Linked DNA regions of Macaca mulatta: region 2 is linked to region 1. Evidence: chromatin contacts called from public Hi-C data. All regions are on one chromosome and are shown on one strand. Each heading gives the region's core, a stretch centred on a gene start, on an enhancer-like site or on the middle of the called end of the contact. The rest is flanking DNA. Distances are from core to core; before and after follow the strand shown.

The links. A called contact is a pair of places that touch in the nucleus more often than the background predicts.
Region 2: a contact with region 1 is called in a Hi-C map of fetal cortical plate, with 4 times the contacts expected there. The contact joins the promoter of CDC7 here to the promoter of GLMN in region 1. A contact is called at or near these places in 2 of 14 Hi-C or Micro-C datasets (fetal cortex germinal zone and fetal cortical plate).

The regions. Positions count from the first base shown.
Region 1 is chr1:148,020,448-148,027,351 of T2T-MMU8v2.0, forward strand. It overlaps GLMN (glomulin, FKBP associated protein), which reads left to right and starts at 1,568. Exons shown (of 20, transcript XR_013400626.1): 1 at 1,568-1,630; 2 at 2,515-2,583; 3 at 3,015-3,140. It overlaps RPAP2 (RNA polymerase II associated protein 2), which reads right to left and starts at 1,497. Exons shown (of 13, transcript NM_001257890.1): 1 at 1,389-1,497; 2 at 295-340. The coding sequence starts at 1,461.
Region 2 is chr1:148,807,926-148,814,790 of T2T-MMU8v2.0, forward strand. CDC7 (cell division cycle 7) reads right to left here and starts at 3,905. Exons shown (of 12, transcript NM_001266610.2): 1 at 3,801-3,905; 2 at 2,919-3,062. The coding sequence starts at 3,033.

The DNA.
Region 1 (6,904 bases), core at 318-2,817:
GGCATATAAAGCAATAAAAGGGGAGTGTACCTGAAGTGGTGAAAAACAAACACCTTCTACAGACACTCACGCCTTCACTAGCAGTCTGAGTGCTTAGTTTGGTTTTCTTAAAGCCTGGAGTAGAGGAATGTTAACAGTCTATGTGAGAATTTATAGGCCTTCCCAGATCTTTCCCTTCCCTCTCATGATAATTTTCTCTAAAAATAAAAAAAGGTAACTATTAGTTTTAAAATTGGTACAAGTAATATGAGATAAGTAGATATGCCATTGTAGTTGTCCATGTAGCTGTCATACCTTTTAGAAGCATCTTCTTGTTTCAAAGTAGTTGTCTGTTTAGTACCTACAACAAAAATACAGTCATGTGCCACATAATGACATTTCGTAAACGACGGACAGCATACAGACAGCGGTCTCATAAGACTAAAATACTGTATTTTTACCGTACCTTTTCTATGTTTAGATATACAATTGCCTACAGTACTTAGTACAGTAACATGCTGTGCAGGTTTGCAGCCTGGGAACAATAGGCTGTACCATATAGCCTAGTGTGTAAGTAGGCTATACCATCTAAGTTTGTGTAAGTGCACTCTATGATGGTCACATAAGGATGAAATCGCTTAACAACGCATTTCTCAAAATGCATCCCCGCAGTTAAGCTACACATGGTGGCAGTAGGTCAGGCCTACACAAACACATTAGGTACAAGATAGATTCCTACACAAATAACAAACTAGACGAATTTTTCTTCTTTTCCACCTATTTTATGTCCAATCGTGTGTAAATCAAAATGAAATAGGTAAAGGGCAAGCAATTTGTTTTTGCAAATTGATTACTGTCTAATTTTTCTTGGTTAAAATGTATCTCTTTGGGGATTGAATTTTCTTCTGTATCATAGTTGCTTAATTAATCATTCCTGAAAATCTGAGATCTGGGTACTTTTTAGGGAAACCTCTCTCTCCGTCTGCCAAACGTCCTCTTTGGGAGAAGAGGGGAGTCCGGCACCTCAAAGAACCAGGCACCCAAGCAATCTGGAAAGGAGGACCGGTCCTAGGTTCAAGACCAGCTGCCAACGCTGCCCTAGTCACTTGCCCCGAACCCCGGGGACCCTAGGCCTGGGTTCCCGGCGCCTCCACTGTACTTTCTCTCAGAGGCTGGGGCCATGGCCCGCGTGAGGGAAATCTTGCAACACTGGCGTAAAGGGGTGAGGGCCGGCCAGGAGATCTTTCCCAGGGGGAGCGGACGGCGGTGGGAAGCTTTCGGCCTTCTCTACCTGGGAGAACCCCTCCCCTGAAGCAGCCTTTCAGGATCGCCCGTGCGCTTCGGTTTAGAACTCGAGATCGGGGTCCAGCTTTCAGGGTCCCAAAGTGAGAAGACATCCTTGCTCCTACCTGTGGCTTTTCGAGAGCGGCGAGGAGCCCCGGCCTTGCGGCCGGCAGAACCCGGCCCAGTACAGTCCGCCATCGGGGAGAGTAGTCTGCGGAACCCGGACTAGCTCCGGCGTCTCGCCCCGAAGCCCCGCCTTCCTACGCGTAGCGCGAGGCGGACCCCGCTGGCGTGGGGCGGGGCCAGAAGAGCGGGCTAAGTGGCCGGAGGAGGTGGCGGCGGCTGGGAGAGGCGAGAGATCTGGCTGGTAAGTGGAGTAGTGGAGAGGTTCGGGGTGGCCAGGGCTCGCGGTTGGCCGTGAGCCGCGGCGGACTTGGTGCCGCGGGCCGACTAGGCCACGCGAGGTGGTGGAGCCTGCACACCTAGGCGAGCAGGAATCGGAAGACATGGCTTCCTCTGATGCCGCCAGCACGCGCGCTGGGGTGTTATTCGGCTTATAGCGCGCTGCGCTGAGAACCGGGCTGACCCGCGTCACTACTGAGGGTTTGGGGCTGAGCCTTGCCTCCGGGAGAAGCGATGGTCTCCTCCTGAAGGCCGCCGTTGCCTTGCCTCCGTGTGATACAGTGATTTCACTAGCTGGATTGATCACTTTGGGTACTGCAACTCCTAGAGAGAAATGGGATGGAGGGCATCTGAATCTTCACCCCCTATAGATAAACTTGTGTTGCACCCCAATTTTTGTGAGGTGAGACATTAAAAAATCCCCTAATGATTAGAATTTTGATTTCAGGTCCACCTTTTGGAATTTTTTTTTCATAAAAGAAGTACTTTGCTTTTTAAAAAGCCCTTTAGTTCGTATTTGCCTCGCCTCTTGGGAGTACTCGGGAGTTTTTTCTTTTTTTCCTTCAAAATAGCTTTCAAAACTATGCTCCTAGAAAACTTAAAAGATGCAATAAGGGCTTCTTAAAAAACACTTTATTTTCTTAGACAAACATACTAAGATTCAGTAATAACATTTCAACCTTAGAACTTTACATTTTCTCCTAGCATGCTATTGGACCAAAAAACACAACAACAAAAACTTTCCATTTTCTTTATTGTATTTACTAGTAATTTATCACACTGAAACATAACTTTTGAATACTTAAATGTAATATCACGGATATTTAACAGTGTGTTTTGTATTTGTAGATTTTAGCGTCGAAACTGGGAGAAATAGGAATGGCTGTAGAGGAACTTCAGTCTATAATAAAGAGATGTGTAAGTATTTTTTTAATTTTTGTAAAATTAAATACCTTTCAAAATATGGGAAGGGCACAGATGGTTTTTAATTATATTTGTGGTCACTCAAATTGTTTATCTTCTTTAATCCTTGCTTTTTTTGACCTGTAAAGAACGTGAGTGGGGGAGGCAGATTGGATTATTTCTCCAGGTGACATACTTATCTAAATAACCTTTTACATTTTAATCCTGATCCTTTTCATAGGTTTCACTGGTACAGTAGATTTCAAGGTCATTTATTAAAGTATTTATTAGGGTAATCCTAATTTTGATACATGTGTTATTTACGTTACATTTACCTAGAATTTAAACAGATTTCCTTTTTTCATAGATAAGTCAAGAAGTTACTGTATTTAATTTTTATTTACATATACATTTGTTCTTTTGTTTTTGGGGGGCTTTTTTGCCAGCAAATCCTAGAAGAGCAAGACTTTAAAGAAGAGGATTTTGGCCTATTTCAGTTAGCTGGGCAAAGATGCATAGAAGAAGGGCACATAGACCAGCTATTAGAAATTATTCAAAATGAAAAGAATAAGGTACGTACAATCTTGGTGTTTACTTTTCAGTCTTGGGAAGAGAATAATCACATGATGCTATTCATCCAGTCATTTATCCATCAAACATTTAAGAATCTACTTAAATTTTCACAGTAGGGAACTGAAGACAAAAAAAGAATTAGAAATATTCAGGTGGGGCGTAGTGGCTCACGCTTGTAATCCCAGCACTGTGGGAGGCCGAGGCAGGCAGATCACTTGAGCCCAGGAGTTTGAGACTAGCCCGGGCAACAGAGTAAGGCCCTGTCTCAGAAAAAAAGAAAAGAAAAGAAACAGTCATATACTTGAAGGTACTTACAATCTGGTCAAACAGATAAACATGTAAACAACTAACAATAATGAGGCAAAATAAATAAAATAAGTGCTATAGTTGAAGTAAAGAGTTTTTAGAAGAAACAGAATTACTTCTGGTTTAGGGAGTCCAAAAATAGTGTTTGGGTTATTAATTTACATTGAAAAATATACATATCAAGCAGGCTAAATATTCATTTTGGGTGATCAGCCCATTCTCCAGCCAAATGTGTATGGAAAACCAAATTTTAATTAAAACAGTATTTTATGTGCTTAGAATCAGAACAGGAGGAAAGCTATATGTCATTATGCTAGCCAGTATCATCCAGTTACAATAGTTTGAGAAGTCCTCTACAATAGAAAAGGATCTTATTTGTGAATCAGGAATAACTTTTTCCTGGGACACTGTCTTGGCAACACCCTGCCAAATTTTGTGTCTTTGGATACTCCTTATAAGGAAGACTGCTATGGTTTGGTTCTGTGTCCCCACCCAGATCTCACCTTGAATTGTAATAATCCCTGTGTGTCAAGGGTGGGACCAGGTGGAGGTGATTGAATCAAGGGGGTGGTTTCCCACATGCTTCTCATCATAGTGAGTGAGTTCTCACGAGGTCTGATGGTTTTATAACCATCTGGCATTTCCCCTGTTGGCACTCAGCCCCTCTCCTGCTGCCCTGTGAAGAGGTGCCTTCCGCCATGGTTGTAAGTTTCCTGAGGCCTCCCTAGCCATGTGGAACTGCATGTCAATTAAACCTCTTTTCTTTCTAAATTACCCAGGCTTAGGTATTTTTTCATAGAAGCAGCGTGAGAACAGACTAATACAAAGACCATCTTCTTTCTAGGTACACAGTCTTTCTTCATTTGCAGTGCTACTTATTTATTAGAAGTTTCTTTCTCGATATCACAGTGTAGTCGTGTTGACCTGTGTTTCTCTCCAGGGCATCTTGATTGGATTTGGGGGATTCCTAAAACTTTTTAATCATACATTATTATAGCATCTCTTAGTTCAAATGGCTTATACCCTTCTTATTTTTTATTAAAATAATTAGGAGATTTTATTGTTTTTAATATATATTTATGATAACTGTGTAACCCTCAATATAATAAATTTTATGTTTTTTAAACTCTTCTTGATTTTTTTCTAATTGCGTTCTCAGAGGATAACCTTCGAAAGTACTTAGCTTTTAGCTAATAATAAAAAAATTAATAACAACTAATATTTATTGAGTATTTACATGTACCAGATGCTGTCTTTAGTCCTTTACATTTATTAACTTAGTCTCTCCAAAATCTCAGAAAGTAGGTATTCATTTTGACTGAAAGGTTAAATGACTTGCCCAAAAGTAAGTCAGCTTTTATGTAACATCCAAGATTCAGACCTGTGTAGCATGGTTTTGGAGCTCCTAACTACTCTGCTCTACCGCTGGTTAGTGCTATATGGCATATGGTTTTAGGGTAGAATACAGGGGATTGATTGAGAGGGTGAGGCATCAAAAATGACGGGGTTTCTAGCCTCTAAAAGGATAATATATGGTATCAAACAGAAAAAGGCAGCCTAAGTAGAGGGAAAAGTTTACTGAAGGAACAAGTGATTTGACTTTTAGAAATTTTGAATTTAAGTACAGCAGTCAATTGGAAAATAGGGTTTTGAGCTCAGTAGATACAGGAATTAAGATGTAGATCTCTGAGACACATATCTGTGAGACTTTAATTATGTAAAGATTGGGTAATTGAAGCATTGAGGGGTGAAAAAAAAACAAGAATTTACCTGAGTTCACAGAAAAGAGGCTGAAGAGAAGAGGCCCAAGATCCCATCTTGAGGAATTTAAGAAACAGATAGAGAGAAGAGGCCTGCCAAGGAGATGAGGATCAGCACCACATCTATGAGGCAGAAGGAAAAGGGAAGTATAAACAAAGTATTTTTCAGGCATTGCATGCCTCAGTGTTTTATTTTTAGCATGCTTCTGAATAGCTAATGGGATAGATTTAAACATTGTGAGGCTTAGTCTTAATAGTTTGAGAATCACCTTTGCAATATGTGATCAGCTAAATGCAAAGGTTTAGATACTGATAAGACAATGTTCAAAACTGACTACAGGCCAGGCATAGTGGTTCACGCCTATAATTCCAGCACTTTGGGAGGCCGAGGTGGGTGGATCACCTGAGGTCAGGAGTTTGAGACCAGCGAGGTCAGGAGTTTGAGACCAGCCTGGCCAACATGGTGAAACCCTGTCTCCACTAAAAATGCAAGAATTAGTCGGGTGTGATGGCGTGCCCCTGTAATCCCAGCCACTCAGGAGACTGAGATAGGAGAATTGCTTGAACCTGGGAGGCGGAGGCTGCAGTAAGCCAAGATTGTACCACTGCACTCCGGCCCGGGAAACAGAGTGAGACCCATCTCAACAACAACAACAACAAAAACCGACTACAATTTAATTTTCTTGCTAGGTGAGACTATCAAAATTGACCAAGATTTACTATTATTTTCAACTGTAAGAGTGAATTGGGTGCAGCACACCAACATGGCACATATATGTAACAAACCTGCACGTTGTGCACATGTACCCTAGAACTTAAAGTATAATAAGTCCACTAAATATTTTTTTAAAAAGTGAATTAAAGAAAAAATAAAAATAGTTGCTATTTACTGCTTTGTAAGAGACTATTCACATACTATTTATTACAGTATATTGTAATTGTTATTGTTAATCTCAATTTATAAATTAAACTTTGTTACAGATATGCATGTATAGTATATATATATAGCGTTTGGTACTATTCATGGTTTCAGGCATCCACTGGGGGTCTTGGAATGTACTCTCTGCAGATAAGTGGGGAGACTACTGTATCCTAAGCTCTATTTTTATTATCTTACAAGACTGGGGTCAATATGAGGTATTACAGGTGTCATTTTGTCTTCCTAGATCAGCTTTTTTAAAAAAAATTCTAATTTTTGTGGGTACATAGAAGGCATATATATTGATGGGTACATGAGATGTTTTGATACAGACATATAATGTGTAATAAGCACATCATGGAGAATGGGGTATCCATCCCCTCAAGCATTTATCCTTTGTGTTACAAATAATTCAATTATACTCATTTAGTTACTTTAAACTGTACAGTTAGTTATTAACTATAGTCACCCTGTTGTGCTCTCAAATAGTAGGTCTTATTCATTACTTATAACTATTTTTTTTTTTTGGTACTCATTAGCCATCTTCCCTGCCTCCCACTACTCTTTTCAGCCTCTAGTAACCATCCTTCTACTCTCTGTGTCCGTGTGTTCAGTTGTATGGTTTTTTCACATCCCACAAAAAGGTGAGAACATTCATTGTTTTTCTGTGCCTGACTTCTTTCACTTAACATAATGGTCTACAGTCCCATCCATGTTATTGCAAATGACAAGTTGTCATTCTTTTTTATGGCCGAATAGTACTCCGTTGTGTATACGT
Region 2 (6,865 bases), core at 2,655-5,154, 790 kb after region 1:
TAGCCACAATGACCTCCTTGCTATTCTTGAATGCTAGGCACACTCCCATCTCAGGGTCTTTGTACTTGCTGTTTCCTCTGTTTGGAATGCTCTTCCCCAAATATCTGCACAGCTCACTCCTTCACCACCTTGAAGTCTTAGCTCAAATATTACAGAAGGCTATGACCAACTATACTTACCAAAATTACAATCTCCTTCCCCAATACTTCCTATCTCCCCTTCCCTTTTATATTTTCTTTGTAACACTAATCACTTTTGAACATTAGTATTTATTTCTTTTGTTTACTGTCTGTCTACTGTCTAACTATCAGGGTGTTCATTTCTGTTTTATGCTTTGATTTATCCCTAGCACCTAAAAAAGTGTCTGTATATAATAGACACTTTCTTTCTCACTTATTAAAACTTGGCATATCGTAAGATACTTAAAAAAAATAATAAAAGCTTACTGGCCAGGCATGGTGGCTCACACCTGTAATCGCAGTGCTTTGGGAGGCCAAGATGGGAGGATTGCTTGAGGTCAGGAGTTTGAGACCAGCCTGGGCAACATAGCAAGATCCTATCTCTAAAAAAACATTTAAAATTAGCTGGGTGTAGTGGCACATGCCAGTAATCCAAGCTACTCAGGAGGCTGAGGGGGTAGGATGGCTTGAGTGCAGGAGTTAAGGCTGCAGTTAGCTGTAATTGCGCCACTGTACTCCAGCCTGGGTGACGGAGAGACTGTGTCTCAAAAAAGAAGAAAAAAAAAAAAAAGGCTTGCCAAATTAGTGAAAGAATAAACATTTGACCAATATTATGCCAGATAGTTTGTGCATTATAGCATTTTTCTTAATAGGAAAAAATAGAAACAATCTATAGGGTCAACAGTAAAAGGTGATTAAATATAATATACAATGGACCTTAAATCCAGTTGTAGAATATTTACTACATCAGCAATATTCAAGATATATATTAAACAAAAAATGGAGATCAGAAATAAGATCTCATACTCCGGTTCAGGCAATATTTCAATAATGCAAAGACTTTATTTTGGCTTTCTTTACTTCAAAACTTTCAATAATCATGTTTATCAGAAAAATGTTATAAAAAATCTTACAAATATCTCAAAATAAAGAGACATGCTATTCATCCATTACACTAAGTATTTTACTTTATATCCTTACATTAAATCATTCATTCAAATATTTTCAAGCACCTACTATGTGCTGGACACTGTTAAGCTCTGGGAATGCAAAGATATATAAAACATCCAATCAAAAATATAACTTCAATAAGGAGTAAAGCTGATAAGGTACAGGGATATACCTGTCTTATGATCTAATTTGATTTACTTTCCCAATTAGATTACGAGACTGTTACGTGCCTGGACCTCATCAGCTTTACTCCCCATTGAAGTTATGTTTATATAATTTTAGCTGTTATTAAGGATCATATTTTAAAAAGAGCTGCAAGAGTAAAGTTTTAGCATGTTTTACAATTTATCGTATTATTTATAATGTCCAATATTCTGTTACATAAACGCTACAAAACTTTTGAAATCTGGAATAAAATTCACCCCATTCTTTACTTCCCAGCAGATTTTCAGAATATTAGAATAGTGGCATTCTCCTAAACAAGATGCCAGAACCAAGTCAGAGTCATCCATTCAGATACTCTGCTGAAGTCACAACATACTTCAGAAGCCAGAGGAGATACTGCCACCAAGGGGCTTACAGTGGAGACAAAATGCAGAATCCTAAGCGATAGAAAAAGAATACTACAATGACTGTGTTACTGTGTTATGTGTCCAATGACTAGTAAGGGAAAGATGAACTAAAAAAACAGCTAACTGCTGGAAAAATGGAAAGGAAGAGGAACAGTATCCACGAAACTGGATGAAAGTGGCATTTTAAGATTATTCTAGCACCAACGTACCAGATGAACTGAAGGATGGAAAAGTGCAAGCAGGCAGCATAGGTGAGAAACTGTTGTAAATCAGGAACAAAGTGTAAGGAAATGAATTAATGTGGTGGAAATGGGAATGGAAAGAAGACACAATGCCATACCTATTAAAAAGAGATAAAGCTAGGTGACGATATGGGGAACAAATAAAAAGCATCAGCTGAAGATTAAAGTTTCAAGTTTAGGTAACTGGGATAAATGACTTCCATCAAAGCAGAAAGTATGTGATGTCATATTTTTCTAGGGTGGGGTTATAAAGAATATATGGACAAAAGGTCAAAATAAGTATCTTTTGGACAAGCACAGAATTCACTTCAGACAAAGATGGAAAAGATCTGGCTACCCTTTCAGGAAAACAAATACAGTCAACTAGAATTCCTCTATTTAACAAATATTTATTATTAATAAATACCTACTATGTCCCAGGTCCTGTGCCAGAGCAGAAATGAAAGCACACATGCGAGTGTACAAAAGCACGCACTGCTTGACCCTGTCCTCTTCACCCCAAGGTCTGGTTTACGGCCAAACAACATTTCATGCTCTACACTGAGATATGGTGCTTTATTATTGCTACAAACATTTCATATTTTTTTCTCTGTGAGTTCTGCTTTTGAATACTTAAGTGATGATCTCCAGTGTCAATTTCTAAATTTAAGCTTAAGGCAATGTGGTGAGTAGAGACAAGAACACAGGTAGAGAAGAGAAATTTAATTTGGGCATCATCAAACTTCTGCATTCTTAGTTACCAATATTGATGACCATAACAACTTCAACCGTAAAACGGGTTGTATTACAGTCTTCCAAATTGCAATTCAGTCCTACATTTAGATCGTATGAAGCTCTGTTTTAAAACACTGTCCTACAGAAACACACAACTCACTTTAAGATTCAATCTACTTATTTTTTGAGAGCAACTGAAAACACAGAATTGTTGCCTGAAAAATCTCTGCAACTGTACATCTTTGGAATTAAACACATACCTGCAAGTTTAAAATTCTGCTCGTTTTTTTTTAGAGAGCCTTCAGCCTGAGACCGGTCACGCTGGGGAGAAAAAGCCATTGGCTCATCCATTTGAATCCCCAAAGACGCCTCCATCACAAGACAATTGGGATGCAAAATGCCAGCTAAGGGGTTACATCCACAGGGAAAGCAAAGCAGCTGTAAAAATTAGAACACTGGAGAAGTTTAGATCACTCGCTAAACCACGCACTAAAAACATGCCACTGCCCCCAAAGGGGCAAACATTTTCAAATGCACCATGTGTCCAAACCTCCACAGTAGGGCATACTGTGGCCTTTTCTAAGGAATTCCATGTGCTTTATTTTCACCTATCAGAAACGCCGGCAGGGGGCTGCAGGGAGAATTTCCCGGCTTGGGTACCCGCGCAGCAGCCGGCGCAGTGGGAAACGGCGAGGCTGCGAGTCCGGCGTAGCCTGCGGGACCGCGTGGGGGAGGGGCCGAGCGCCGGGGGCGGTTTGAAGTCAGGAAAAGGACAGAGGGAGAAAACCGTTTCGCCACTGACAGGGAGCGCCAGGAAGCTCGTCCAAGGCCCCACGCAAGTTGATGGAGAACTGATACGACCCTGGCTACGAGTACTGGGCGGAGGAGGAGATGGCTTAATGAATGGGAATCCTCCGACCAGCCCTGGCCGCGAGGTCAGCCGGAAAAGACCGGCTTCCCTCGGGCCAGAGACCGAACCAGATGCTTAGTACGCAGGCGCGCGACTTTCCCGCCGCAGGTCGGAGGGATCCGAAGGGGGGCGGGGAAAGGAACTGCACGGCGAGAAAACCGAAGTCACCATCCAGAATTCGTTCCTAATCCCTCACAATCCCGCGCCACGGAACAAACCGTCTGAAACTCACGGTTTAAGGGAGTACGACTTCTGGGGCTCCCCAGATGCCTGGGTCGCCGTCTCCAAGAGCTCCCCACCTACCGAGTGGATCGGATGCGCCTGCGCAACACTTCCCGCCGCAGCTCTCGTTGCACATGCGCACACTAAAGCCCTCGACCCAGCGGATTCCGCTACTGGGCGCTTGCGCAAGAGGCTGGGATTTCTTCCCGCCCCCTTGGCCAGCTGGAAGAGCGGTTACGGGAATGAAACCCCGGGATGATCTTAAAAAACAGGGTGAACCATAAGGCTAAGGGCCCAACATGATTTCCAGGAAAGAAACTAGCTCAGAGAAGGAAACACCTCAGGTGCTGACACATCCCTATATACCGTGGCCGCACAACACTTGGGTACTCCATGGATAGAAGGCACTTTCTTGACTCTCCTTTTATTTCCTTTTCATTGAGTGCCCTACTTTACGTTAAAAACAAGCAGAAAATGCTGATTATTTGTGACTGTGTTAGTAGAAATTAGCACAGTGGCAGGAAGGCAGTGTATACTGTTTACTGAGTCCTTGGCTCTGAGGTAGGCGGATTTCTAGGGGCTGAAATCATAGTGAGCAAGACAAACACCATCCCTGTAGGAAGCTAAATTCCAATGAAGCGATGACAATAACGGATGAATACATGAACAGTATTCTTTCCGGTATTGATTACTACTTGAAGGAAATAAAATGAAAAGATGTGATAGTACCTAGAAAGGTGGCATCTAGATGGTCAGGGAAGCCCTCTCAAAGAGACCTGGATGAGAAAGAGCTGGCAGGGAGACTACTGTTCTGGCAAAGAAAGGACAGGGCAAATGCAGAGAGAAAGGAACTTGGTATGTTGCAGGGGCAGGGCAGGAAAGGCCAGTGTGGGGGAAGCATAGTGAGTGAGCGGCAAGATAGTCCCAGATAGATGAGGGTGGAGAGTTAGGCAGAAGCCAGACCGTGGTCCTTGAAAGCCAGGGTAAGAAGTTTGGCTTTTATTTTGAGTACAATAGGAAGCTATTTGAAAGTTTTAAAGCAAGGGAGTGATACGATCTATGTGTTATGAAGAGAATGGATTATAGAGGGGCAAATGTGGAAGCAGAGGAAATAGGATGCACTTCATGTTTAGGAGAAAGATAATGGTAGTTTGGACCAGAACAATGGCGGAAGAAATAAAAGAAAGAAGACAATGGGATTTGGTGATTGGCTGTGGAAAATTAAGAAAAGGGCATCATCAAGAGTGAATCTTAGGTTTTGGGGCTAGCATATGTGTGGGTGGTAGTGCCACAGAGAAGGGAAGTCTGTGAGGTAATGGGTTTTGATTGAGTGAGGTGGAAGAGAGTAAATCAAGAATTCTAGTGTGGATACTGAGAAAGAGAAAAGCAGACCGTGACATCCAGGAGATGGCCTGGTACTACCAGCTTGGCTTGCCGTTGCTTTGAGCTGGCCTGGCAATCAAAGCTAAGCATTTTTATTCTTCTGTTGAACATAAACAATTTCACAGAACATCAAGACAAGACAGAGTTTGACCATGATAGATCAAGACAAAAGTAAGATCACTCTGTAATCATACCTGAACATAGACAAAACATCAACATTGCCCAAGCCATACAAATGATCAAATATCTCCTTATCCTGGCTAATACGAGCGCCTGCTGCTTCTTTACCAATTATAGTTTTAGCCTCAGTCTAGCCTTCCTTCCTTCTACATAATACTTACTAAAATACCCAATTATAGAATTATCTTTGCTTCCTTACAGCTTCCAATCCAGACCAAAGTCCCTCTTTCTTGAACCCTTCCATAAATCTCCTAACACAAACTCAAATTCTATAACAAGTCCTTTTTAACACCCTCTTCCTAAGACATCCCATGGTTCCCCATGGTGTGCATTCTCATGTACTGAAACAAGCAATAAATCCGAGTTGCTCAGCTGTAGTTGTGTTCCTGGTGGTCATTGTCTGGAGGACGTTTACAATAATCAAGTTCAAGATATGCAACTGATGATGTCAAAGAAACAGATGAATATATTGGTCTGGGGTATAGTTCAGGGTGAAGAAATAAACTTGGCAGTTATGAATTTATAGATGAAACTTAGTCTTGGACTATACGATATTATCTAAGCAAAGATTGTAGATAGAGAGTTGGGCTATGATAACTTCCAACATTTCATAGTTGAGCAGAGGAGGAGGAAGAACCAGCAAGAGACTGAGAAGTAGTAGTCTGTGAGGTAAGAAGGCGATGTCATAGAAGCCAAGAGCAGAAAGTTTTACAATTAGAAGTGGTCATCTATAGCAAATGCTTCACAGAAATAGTGAGGATACAGAACTGATCAGAGATAGTCATTAGAGCCTTTAGAAAGAGCAACTTTGGAGTGGGACAGAAAGACTATATTGAATTTATTGACAAACAAAAGATCTACAAATGGAGACAACTCTTGAGGTTTGGTTTGTTTCTTAGTTTGGTTTCTTGTCTTTATCGGGAGGGTAGGGCACACAAATAGAATGGTGGCTACAGTGCCAAATTGTTTATAAACTTTATACTAGCTGTGTAACTTGTTCAATATCTGTGACATTCACATTTCAAAAATGTAAAATGAACAAATATTTGCTTGGTTTGCTATAGGGATTAAATTAGATAAAGTGACATAATACATGTAAAGTGCTTGGTCCCATAGGCCTGGACATTGTTAGCTTGTATTAGTTAATTTTTAGTAGGTACTTTTTCCCCCTTTCTCTGTGATCCTGTCCGTAATACCTAGCACATGGCTGTTCACATAGTATGGATTTAATAAATGGCTATGGAATTAATGTACAATGAGAAGTTAGGTTTTATTTATTTATTTTTGTTATTCATTTATGTATTTACTTAGTAGAGACAGGGTCTGGCTCTGTTGCCCAGGCTAAAATGCAGTGGCATGATCATGAATCACTACAGCCTCGAACTCCTGGGCTCAAGCGATTATCCTGCCACAGCTTCCCAAGTAGCAAGGATTACAGGTGTATGCCACCATGCTCAGCTAGAAATTAGGTTTCAAATGGTTGGTTGCACTTATGTCTCCTGTAAGCAGATT